2 separate regions of the Hordeum vulgare genome follow, and region 1 is linked to region 2. Evidence: chromatin contacts called from public Hi-C data. All regions are on one chromosome and are shown on one strand. Each heading gives the region's core, a stretch centred on a gene start, on an enhancer-like site or on the middle of the called end of the contact. The rest is flanking DNA. Distances are from core to core; before and after follow the strand shown. Region 1 holds the start of LOC123404265 (endoglucanase 5-like). Region 2 has its middle 38 kb from the start of LOC123404717.

Region 1 (6,130 bases), core at 1,026-3,525, 77 kb after region 2:
TAAAGCACATCTAGATGTGACATATGTATTGCAAATTTAATTTCTATGTCACTGATCTTACGCCGTGATTCGTGGTTTTTTTTTTTGCTTTTTCTTTTCCTTTCCATGTTTGGTTATGTCACTTAGATGTGTAATAATTATATCACATATAGACAAACTCTTTTTTAAACATGTTTATCATTCGTGTCGAATCTTTTTTTTCGAAGGCCATAATGGCCACACAGGTTGTGGAACTTAATTAATGCTAATAATTGCAATTACATTTTGCTAGAATTGGAGAATTGCACCATACTCAGTTTTAGGCAGGTTATAAAAGATTAAGTTTGTCTGCCTTTTATTACATGATCATCCAGTTGTTCACCTCAAGATGTTCAATTTTTTTTATCTTGTCGTGCACTCCAGTTGTTCATAGAGGGAGTAGTTAGCATTGTATTTTTTTTTTGAGGAAAAGTTAGCATTGTAGTTACTCCTATGTTACTTCTACATTCTCATATTTCTTGCTGCGTTATGCCTTTGCATTGGCTCAGGGGCAGTCGAGCTACGCATGGCAGAATCATAATAAACCTGGGCCGTAGACCGGTGCGATCGTACGTCAGAGGAAACGCGGGAAGCGTTCCCCGTTTGGCCACGAGGACCGCCGGGGATGGGCAGGACCGACCAACCTCAGTAGCCGTGGCGTGGGGCATGCGGCATTTCAACTTAAATTTGAACTAAAACCGCCACGAGTATTTTTAAACAGAGGGATTATTATTCATTGTATTTATAAAAGAAAAATATTTTGATGATGACATAAGGGCATCTCCAATAGGTGGAATATATGTAGTTAGCATTGTAATTATACTACTTCTATGTAGTCTCATATCACTTGCTCTACTGTGCCTTTGCATTGGCTTCAAGGAATCGAGCTACGCACGGCAAGACCATAATCTATCTGCACCATATGTAGACCATGATCTATTCGTAGGTTGCGTGAAATTCAGTTTGAGGCCAACAATTTTCGTTGCATTTTGCTAAATTTGCACATCCGCACTACCACAAATGTTGTTTTAGCAGGCGTGGACAGATGAGATCACAAAAATTCTTCAGGAAATGGAGAAAAAGATTGATTTCTTTGCATTTCTTACACCGGCCCGGCTATCAGTCAGTTTGGATTTTGTAATGCATGTCGTTAAACATAGTTGTATCGTCCTTGTGATGCGTGCCAATCTTTATAGAAACCGGAGACAACAAAAAATCAACAACTTATCGACCTAACAACAAACAATGATACTCATTTTTGTTATGAAATAATAATAGCCATGCTTATCAGTTATTTGCAAGAAAAAAATTCTTTATCAGCTGTATTGAACTATTTTCCTAGGAAGGCCATCATGGCTACACACAGTTGTGGAACTTAATTAATGCTAATAATTGTAGTTACATTTCGCTAAAATTGGAAACCTCCACCATATACTTAGTTTAGCAGGTTATAAAAGATTAAGTTTGTCTATCTTTTATTACATGATCATCCGGTTGTTCACTTAGAAGTGGTCCAAAATTTCTTGATCATGTCGTGAACTCGTGCGGCGTTCGAACCTGTAAACAAATTCTTACTCGTCGTATTGGGAAATAAATAATTTCTGATGACGACATAAGGACAACTCCAATAGGTCAAATATATGCACCGAAATTATCCACATCCAGCACCATTACATGCACCTGTCTTAAATGTATGTATATATATACTTTCTTCGTGAAGAAATATAAAAGTGTTTCGATCACTAAGAAACGATTTCATATTTCTTTGTGAGTTAGCACTGTAGTTACTCTTATATTACTTGTACATTCTCATATTTCTAGCTCCACGATGCCTTTGCATTGGCTCCGGCGGGCAGGACCATACTAAATCCGGACCGTAGACCGGTGCGATCGTACGTCAGAGCAAACGCGGGAACCGTTCCCCGATTGGCCACGACGACCGCCGGGGCTGGGCGGGGCAGGGCAGGACCGACCAACCTCAGCAGCCGCTGCGTGGGGCCGCGTGGACCAAGCTGAACAACCAAAAAAAAAAATAACGTAGGAAACGAAACGGACTGGCTCCTGCGGCCTGCATGAGCTTGAAGGCAGTACCCAAATAAAAATGAAATCCTCAACTGCAGCAGCAGAGCAGTACTAGGACTAGGAGTAGCTGGTACTGACTTGTCCCGGGACGTCGCTGTCCTCCCCCTGCCAAGCCACCGCACCTCCACCGCCACCGCCATGCATGCCATTGCCAAGCCCCAAACCCAAAGCTTCTTCCTCCTTTCCTTTCCTTTGTTTCAACACAGCCCACCAACCCAACATCGCCATCCATTCCTACCACTTTGTTTGTATATCTGCTTCCCCGCCCCGCCCATATATAATCGCACCAGCATCGGCCATGTACAGCGAAGGAGATATTGTCGAGGAAGAGGAAGAGGAAGAGGAAGAGGTCCGCCGCTAAAGCTGGAAGTCAATTACTCCCTCGTCGGTTATCTATATCAGTTTCCATTTCCAGCTTAAGCTACCACCGAGCGACGAGGTTCACTTTTCCGAGGAGGCGCCGGTCCACTTCCCCTTCTTGGAAACCCTTTATTCCGGCGACCGCGGGCGAGTCCGGCCACCGGTGGCCATTTTCGTCTACGGCGGGCCGGGGGTCGATCGATCGCGCCGTCGACGCTTGGTTATTCGCAGTTTCTTTCTTGGCCGGCGCGCGCGCGGGCCGGGCGGGCGGTCGGTGAGATGAGCGATGTCACGGGCAGGTTCGCGCTGGCGGCGGCCGTGGTGGCGGTGTCGCTGGTGATGGCGTCGGCGTCGGCGGCGCGGCACGACTACGGGGACGCGCTGTCCAAGAGCCTGCTCTACTTCGAGTCGCAGCGCTCGGGGCGGCTGCCGTACAACCAGCGGGTGCGGTGGCGCGGCCACTCGGGGCTCACCGACGGGCTGGAGCAGGGGGTGGACCTGGTGGGAGGGTACTACGACGCCGGCGACCACGTCAAGTTCGGCCTCCCCATGGCCTTCACCGTCACCATGCTCTCCTGGGCCGTCCTCGAGTACGGCGACCAGATCGCCGCCGCCGGCGAGGGCGCCCACGCGCTCCAGTCCATCAAGTGGGGCACCGACTACTTCATCAAGGCCCACACCGCCCCCAACGAGCTCTGGACCCAGGTCAGTCAGCACTCATCGCCATGACCGGCCGCGCGCGCGCGCAGAATGTAGTGTGTAAACACGTACGTACACACACTGTATCTTTTCTGACCCGATCGATCGACGTGTGGCGCAGGTCGGCGACGGCGACTCGGACCACTACTGCTGGCAGCGGCCGGAGGACATGACGACGTCGCGGCGGGCGTACAAGGTGGACGCCGAGCACCCCGGCTCGGAGGTGGCCGCCGAGACGGCCGCCGCCATGGCCGCCGCGTCCATCGTGTTCCGGCGAGCCGGCGACGCGCACTACGCGCACCTCCTCCTCCACCACGCGCAGCAGGTACGCTGTCACACGTATTACTACTACTACATACACTACTTGCCGCACGAAATCAATCAATCAACATAAAGCTAGCAGAAAATTCAGACTAGATTAGCAGCACCAGCAGCTTAATTTCCCTTTAAGCTAGCTTTTGTCAGCTCGATCCCTTTACACGAAACTCACGATTAAAATACGACAGTCGATCCACTCTAGCCGCAGCTGGGTCGTCTGGTACGTGACAGCGAGCAGCTCACCGTCCGTCCTACACACACAACAACACACACGCTTCGGCAATACGTATTGTATATACTCTTCTACATACATACGGAGTACATGCATTAATTTGAATTTGTACGTACGTATGTATTTATACGTGCAGCTGTTCGAGTTCGCGGACAAGTACAGGGGCCGGTACGACGACAGCGTGCGGGTGGTGAAGAGCTTCTACCCGTCGGCGAGCGGGTACAAGGACGAGCTGCTGTGGGCGGCGTTGTGGCTGCACCGCGCCACCGGCGGCCGCGACTACCTCGACTACGTCGTCTCCAACGCCGACGACTTCGGCGGCACCGGCTGGGGCGTCTCCGAGTTCAGCTGGGACATCAAGTACCCCGGCCTACAGATCCTCGCCTCCAAGGTCAGTACTACCGATCAGTGATCAGTCTCCATTGCTGACGCACGCACGCAAGCAAGCAACCCATGCATGCATGCACCAACCTATCCACCTTTCCTTTCTTTGGACCGGTCAAACTTGCTTACCTTTTCATCGCTGCATGCATGATAAGAATGATTTCCTCTCGCCAAAAATAGGATCATTCCACCGCCGATCGCGGCAGCTAGCTGTAAATTAGTCAAAGCCATACGTCAATTACTACTCTACTAGTTAGTCCAGTCCAAAATATTAAAATTAGCAGTCCAAAATATAGTTAGTTGGCAATTTTTAAAGAAAATTACTACTGTGGTAATCAGTAGCAGCCGTATAGTACTACGTAACAAAATAACAGGGGTTAATACTGCATGGTATGAATGCGGTTAATTCGTCCCATATACGTACTCTACTGTAGTAACTGACAGACGTGCCACCGGTTTCTGCATCGTTAGCATGAGGAGCAAGCCGCGTGTTTGGTGCACCCTAGCTTTTGCTTAGCCACGCACCCTCTCTCTCTAGCTTGCAAGCATGGCTACCTAGCATGCTTTCTTGGGGTGCTTCCGCTGGGGTTGATGGATGCGCCATGCCCAACAACTCCGCCCGGACCGGCCATCTCTCCACGCTTCTTCTAGTAGAATGCATATACATATCCCAAAAGCCTTTCGACCGAATTGCACCGCGTGTTCTCGCGTAGACGTTGATTTTGTTGTTAGAGGGCCCGGCGCCCATGTGCAGACTCCAGTTAAGTATATATAAGCATATGAGATGGTTGATGATGATTCTCAACAAAAAAGCTAATCATGGTTGGGGAGCAGAGCAGAGCAGACGATGCTCAGCCCACCAAGAGGGCCGGGTGAAAAGAGATCAGAGATGCCCAAATTTGTTTTATATACAGTACTTAATACAAACATGCAACTAGCTAGGAGAGATCTTTTGATCTACCCTACCCGGCCTACACCACCTGCGCCTTTGTCCTGTGAGCAACCATATTTCCAACACGTTCCTTTCACATGTGCTCCTCCTGGTGTCTGCCATGCCATGCCAATTTATTAAAAAAACCTTCCGGAAACAGACCGGTTTCCTAACCTAACCTGGATTGTCCGCGAGGTGACGGCCGCACTGTCACTCAGGTCTCGTTGGGAGTTGGACTGCCTTCCTAATCATAACTCCTTTGACCACACCTTCTGTTTCTTTCTCCCATGCATATGCTTAGAACGCAAGGCAGCATGCGGCTAGCTAGCTCCTCTTGCCATGAGGGTGAGGGTGAAGGCTCATCGCATGCCTCTTTCTTTGGTCATCCACAAGCTGTTTTTGTCCCTGGCATGGGTTGCTGCTGTTTGGGATGTGATGTCTGAAGCAAGCGATTCAACTAATGATTGATGGATACTCTGGCTGGACATCTTACTTAATTACTTGCCCAAGTGGAGTGGAGGAGTCGAATGGTCATTTCTTCCGTCGTTTAATTAATGTATATCGGCTAATCAAGTTGGTGAGAGGAGGGAAAAAAATAGTAGAAGCACATGAGACAAAAAAAATATTCAACCGACAGTAGCTGCACGGTTTTCTTTCTTCTTCTTTGGATTAAGTAGAGTGCATGTCTGTGTGGGAGAAGCAAAGTGGTTGGATCACAGGTTGAGCACCTACTAGTAATTGAGCCCACAAGGATCGTGTGGCCCATACGTACGGCCCATTTTTCTTTGATGTTCGGGTTGGTTTATAACCTGGAAAATTCATTATGTACTGCGCTGAAATTAAGTTCCATGATAATATATGCCATTCGACCATGGCATCTGTCAGTTGATGTCGAAATTCTGCACTCAAATATTACCAGACAAATGGAGGACAGGTTGATTACGATCACTGTGCTTAAGTCAACCCTAATAATTAAGTTTGGCACATAGTTTGACTACTACTGTAGAAGGTGCTCACAAACGTCCTGATCGACATGCAGCCTCTAAGCCTATAGAGGTCCACATGTTTCAGAAAGGGTCAACTGTTTTATTTACAAAAGGTCAAAG
Region 2 (6,241 bases), core at 2,761-5,260:
GATTCCTTGGTTGGCCTCTGTTGTGCATTCTTCACCTGAATAGACCCGAAGGAGCAAAAGTGTGGAATAGAGAACACAAAGATAGAGCTCCTGACTGTGACTGGAGGAGCCATACTATGGCAAGAAAGAAAAAGGAAAAAGAAAGAAGAGTGAAAAGAACAAAAAAGGTATGTACTGAAAACAACGAAGGTGTACTCCTGGTGGTTACTTCTGATGGTGGACTACTTGAGTTTCTCTGGTTCGAAACTTCGTACCACCGTGGCATTTCAAAATATATTTAAATATAAAAAAAAAAGTACGTGGTATTTTAAAATATATTTAAATATTTTGAAAATAGTACGTGGCATTTCAAAATATATTTAAATATTATAAAAATAGTACATGACATTTCAAAATAAATTTAAATATTATAAAAATATACATGTGTGTAATTTTAAAATTTTTGCATTTGGAAAATGTTCACATATTTCGAAAAAATGTTGGAAACGTTTAAAAAAATGTATATGATATTTTTTTAAATACATGTATTCTAAAAAGGAATGTTAATCATATGTTAAAAACCATTTTGAGGTGCTTCCTACGTATAAAATAACCTGTGGACTTCACAATTTCTTTGAAAATCCCTGAATTTTAATTTTGAAAATCGATTTACTTGTTTTCAAAATTGTTGAACTTTTTCTAAATCCGTGAACTATTTTTTTCACTTTTTTTATTTTCGTAAATATTGTGAAGTCCGAGAGCGAGATGGGTTTGACTGGGCTGGCCCAGTCTTTTTCACGCGTGTCTCTGGCGGCGCATCCCAATCCCAGTCAAATGAACAATCCTTGTTTGCCAAACGAACACACGGTTCTTTTTAAACCGGGATTACATAGTTCGGGGTGTAATCGACTGGGATTTTGAGTTAAAGGTTCATTTCGTTGAACCTGTACAAATTCAGGGTTCAAAATGGACTTTTCCTTTCCAAATAGAATGGGCTGTCCGAGTTAGCCGTCCCCTGGGCGAAACCTTCATCTATTTGACGCAGAGAACGTCACATAGTAGCTCCCGGTTTTCCTCCTGGCATAGTTACCGGGCTGATCAGTTTCCTTGTTTTTTTTTCATTTGCTGCTCTCTCGGATTTTCTTCGTTCGGGTTTCAATTGCTCACTGCAGAGTTTACGTGAATTTCTCCTTCTTCTTTCTTTCTATTGGTTGCACTAGTCCCCTTTTTTATTGGTTTTATTAATTATTTATTTCTATGTTTTATTTACACTTTTGCTGATTTTTTTCTTTCTTTTATGTGTGTTTTCTGCATGGTTTTCTTCGGTTTTCATTATTTTTCCTATCTTTCTTAATGGTTTGTTTGGTTTTGAATGGTTTTATGTTTCTCTATTGGTTTCCTTCGGTTTATTTATATTTCCTTTTTTCTTTTGTTTTTTACTGGGATTCTCTATTTTTATATGTTTCTCAACCGGTTTGCTTTTTTTTTTCCTCTTCTTTGATTTTCTTCATTTTTATGACTCTCTACTCATTTCCTTATGTTTCTTTTTTTCTTGTTTTCTTCTTTCTAGATTTTTATAGGTTTTACTCTTTGATGTCTGCTTTTTTTCATACACAATGTACATATTTTCTGGACATAGTAAACATTATTTAACCATGTTTAATATTTTTCAAATACACTATTAACATATTATAAAATCTATGCTTTGATGTCTACTTGTTCATATCGATTTACATTTTTCGTATACACCTGGAACATTGTTTATGCATGTTAAACATTTTCCAAATACATGATTAACAACATTAACAATTTTTTTCATACTCATCGTACATTTCTCCTATTCATATGAAACATTTTTTTATGCTCATTAGATATTTTACAAATAGATGATTAACATTTTTTTTCAAACACATTATTTTGAAAGAAAAAAATGAATATAGTTAAACAATTTTCAGATATACGTTGAAACATTTTTTTGAATGATATTAACATTTTATATACTATGCTACTCCCTTCGATCCAAATTAATTTGGATCGGAGGGAGTAATTTTTATACACTTTTCAAAAAAATACATCATTACTATTATTTTCAAAAATATGTTTTGATATCTATACAGAATATACATTTTTCTATACATCAGAAATATTTTTCTTTACACGTTTAACAAATTTCAAATGCATGATTAACATTGTTATGCAAAAAGAGATACTCCCTTTGTAAAGAAATATAAGGAGTACAAGAAAGGGGAAAAAAGAGAGATAGATTTTCTGATATAAGAAAATTGCTTGCCCCTGAGCATCGCCTTCAGAATCTGTTTGGATACATTTTGGTAGGATGCAGCGGCGCATCTTCCAAGCTAAGCGAAGATACTCATCCAGCAGCTAGGGTTGTTAGGGGTAGCACGCACGTTGCTGACGAGAAAAAGACTACTAGCGTTGTCATCTCTTGAGCTCTCAAGGAACTTTGGCTGGCCGGCTGAAAGGAAAACCACTTAACGCGGAAGAACAAAATAAATCAAGTCGTTGTTTAATTAACGTATATACAAACATGTGATTCGATACGATTACATTACCTAACACAGATTGCAGACATGTTGATTTGCAGCCTTTATAAGTTACATTACCCTCAAACAAAAGTTCCGTTGCTGTTGACGAAACCTTTTCTCTAATTATTAAACTGTCGACATAAAATATCCCAGCAAAGTTCACCAGTTGTTGCGTTAGAAACGCAATGGTATATATGGTGTTGTAGTATACATTTGTGCTCCTATCAGCAGATGCAGATGCCGACCGGTTGGTCCGGAAAATCAAGGTAGTTAGGCATTTTCCGGCAGCTAGCTAAATCAACCCTTTCAATCCCCCCCTTTTAATTCCTTTGTTAATCGCAACAAAAGTCAAGTTGGAAGAAGGAAGACGATGCAATTAATCATGCACACAACACAATCATCCACCACCCTGGTAAACTAAAGTGGAGTAAACTAACTAACTGATTAAGAAGTAGCACAAAAAGAAAGGGCGATGCGTGTTCAACCTTTGTGTCCTCCCTTTTCCCACAACAACCCAAAACTTTGGGGTTTGAATATGCACGCACTCACCTGTCTCTCCGTGTGACCATACATACATATAGTTTCCTTTTTCTCTTCTTTCTGGGACAGTGTGACGGATCAACGACCATACGCTTCCATACAAGAAACTTCTCCCGTCCCACCTACGTAGTACTACGTACAAAGTCCCAAACAGAGATACTACTAGTGCTCCTGCTTTCTAATTCTATCCATGGAATTCAAGCCAATTCAATCAATCAGACGCTTTGCTTGGAGACTCCGATCGATCATGTCAGTCCGGCTGTTCTGTTAGGCGATAATAATTGCAACAAGGATATTGACCTGGTGATGTCTGCCTGCCTGCCTTCCTGCCTGCATGCTTGCTTGCTTTGTCAATTCAAGTGTTCGGCGTTGAAACTCTAGACAGTTTGAATGCTTGCACACGTAGTATATATGGGTGTGTGTATGTGGTATGTGCCAAATCTTTTGACGTTTCGCTGTAGACGGATGGGGGACCTGAATTGACCAGTCGAGTTCGTTAACTAACTCTGATCGCTGACGCGGGGGCGTCCCGTGTGACGACCGGATGACGCGGGTGTGGGTGTGTGCAAGTGCAAGGCACTGACCAGCTAGCTACTCCGAGGAAACTAGCTACCTTAATTATAGGTAGCCAGCACGTACAGTACGATGGAAGAATATTGATGGGGATGCATGTCCCCTAACGGCGGGCTGTGCTGCTCAAGCTAGACAGATACTGTGGGCACCGCGCACGATTGATCCAAGGGTTGTTGATCTCTCTCCGTGTAATATGGCTCCGGCGTCTCACTCTCCGTGAATATATATGTGATCGACGGCATGGAGCTCCATATCAACGGCATAGCGTGGGTGCATCATGAAGAAGTTGGAATCACATTCGTCTCCTCCACGCAGCCAGACGTACTACAAAGGAGCGCTAGAGTTTGAACAGGCATTACTAGCTCAAGTGGCGTAAAGCAATGCATTATGCCTTGCCCGGCCCCCTCCATCTGTGTCATGCGGTTCAGAGTTCAGACAAGACGACCAATCATCGCGCACTAAATAGTCGTGGAGAAGGAATGATTCTCATGTCACTGTTCTTTACAAAAGTTGGGGGCAGTTATATTCTTAGCCTCTCGATTATTGCCAAAGTCTGAATTTGGTCTCTCGATTCTAACACCACAAAGATATGCGACAAAATTATGCTACAAAGCCTAGAATATTCGCAGCTCTAGAGAGTTGTTTTGACAGGCCAGTCTTTTTCTTTATTAACAGCAAATGCTAAAAACACGCATATACATTTAGCATATAAATACGCGCATGTGCATCACTATTTCTATGAACACCTTTGACATACTAAGCTTGTTGTCGTTTTCTCACGACAGATGCCATAGGGTGGCATATCGAGAGTGGTTGGGCTGGTAACTAGCGGTGCGAGACACACGATGTATCTAGGTTCGGGGCCCTCCGTGGAAGGTAACACCCCTAATCCTGCCGGAGTGATTGAAGAACCAAGAGAACTACAATGCTCCTTGAGTTGTTCGACGGAGGAGGAAGAAGGAGCTAGCCGGCTCGTGTTCTACCTCTCCTGTATGTGTGTTCGTGCGTAAGAATGGCGGACCCTCTGCATGGAGGAGGGCCAGGGGGTTTTATAGGTGAACCCCCCGGCTTACAATATGGATATATGGTACTTAGGGGGGACTCGGCTGGCCAATGGCCCCCGTCTGAGAAGTATTGTCGCCTGCGGGGCCCGTCGGCTGCAGGGTCCCATCGGATGCTAGGCCCACTGGCTGGCCGCTGGGATTGGTGCGTGTCCTTCACGCACGGCACGGGCCACATTGTGGCTGTTGTCTTGTGAAATCCGGCTGTGGTCAGCGGTACGACCGCTTCCACTGTAGCCACGCCGGGACAGGTAACGGAGTGGGTGACCTCCGGGATCACATCTAGAATCGCGAATTTCTCCATCATTCCGCCGCCGTAGTGTTTCCAAGATCGGGAGCGTTAGGAGACCTTTTCCCGGCACCCTGCCGGAGGGAGGATTGACCTCCGGGAGCTTCTCCACCGCCATGGACGCTTCTCGGACGTGCCGTGAATAGTTTACCTTGGACCATGAGTCCATGACCAGCAGATATGTGATGTCTTCTCTCCAATATTGTGCTTCAATGGTTATTCCTTGTGAGCTGCCCTACATGATCAAGGCATCTATGTAATTCTCTTGCTATTGCTATGCTCGGTTTGTTGGGATCAAATGGATTTTGAGATTATGTTCAGATTGTTATGAGTTATATATTTGATTATCCTTTTATATTATGTTCCTTAGTGATTTTTGCATGTTCTCCGTTGCTTTTTATTGCTTTAGCCAAGTAGTAGATCGTAACTCCAAGAGGGAGCGTTATGCATGATTGTGGGTTCGGCCCCCTCGATGTCTAGCTTGAGTGACAGAAACATGAGACTAGGGGATGTGCTTGTTGCCACCAGGGAGAAAACAACGGTGCTTGTGACCAAGGTTGCAAGGATTGTTTACCTTACGCATAGTTCACTAATGCAGTTGTCCGTTGTTTTGAGTTTACACTTCGGGTGGGGCTCGCAACTTAATACTGGATAAATATATCAAGGTGTATGATTAGTAAGTAGATGCTGATGAATAAACGGTCTACTTGTCTTGGCGTACTGCCCATTAATATTGAACCTCAAACTATCAAGGAGCATAATTAGCATTGCGGTGCGATCATAATTCTGTCAATTGCCCAACTGTGATTTGTTTACCCTAGCATAGTTGTTTATCGTCTTTTGGGAGAGAGATATCACTAGTGCACATCATGTGACTCCGGTCCATATCACCATCATTGCTTGCACCTCCACCATTTACCGTTTTATTTACTTTTCCGTTGCAACCACTATTACCTTCCCGCTTGTGTTTTGAACCTTTGCAAACTACAATGCTGGAGAGATTGACAACCTCTCTGTACTCGTTGGGAGCAAATTTATTTGTTGTGCGTGCAGGTCCACGTCTTCTGCTAGCGCCAGGTGGAAGACACCTACTTGTTGAGCATAGGAGTCCTCCTGGTTCGATAAACCTTACAGTCTCCGTGTAAGGGAAATTTGCTGCTGACTACATCTCTACCTTCCACTTGGGGTCCAACGAGGGGCGAGAAGCATATACATCACCTCGTCATCAAGAGAATTTCTAGCGCCGCTGCTGG

The links. A called contact is a pair of places that touch in the nucleus more often than the background predicts.
Region 1: a contact with region 2 is called in a Hi-C map of leaf, with 4 times the contacts expected there. The contact joins the promoter of LOC123404265 here to the enhancer-like site in region 2. A contact is called at or near these places in 3 of 6 Hi-C or Micro-C datasets (leaf and seedling).

The regions. Positions count from the first base shown.
Region 1 is chr6H:68,267,505-68,273,634 of MorexV3_pseudomolecules_assembly, forward strand. LOC123404265 (endoglucanase 5-like) reads left to right here and starts at 2,276. Exons shown (of 4, transcript XM_045098189.1): 1 at 2,276-3,165; 2 at 3,281-3,484; 3 at 3,846-4,100. The coding sequence starts at 2,740.
Region 2 is chr6H:68,188,806-68,195,046 of MorexV3_pseudomolecules_assembly, forward strand. No RefSeq gene overlaps it. Among protein-coding and RNA genes, the nearest start is that of LOC123404717, 38 kb to the left of the region's middle. Within about 2 kb of position 4,011, at least 1 of the 3 cell types and tissues checked has open chromatin away from gene starts, as enhancers often do. A contact at or near this core is called in leaf, where this site is marked.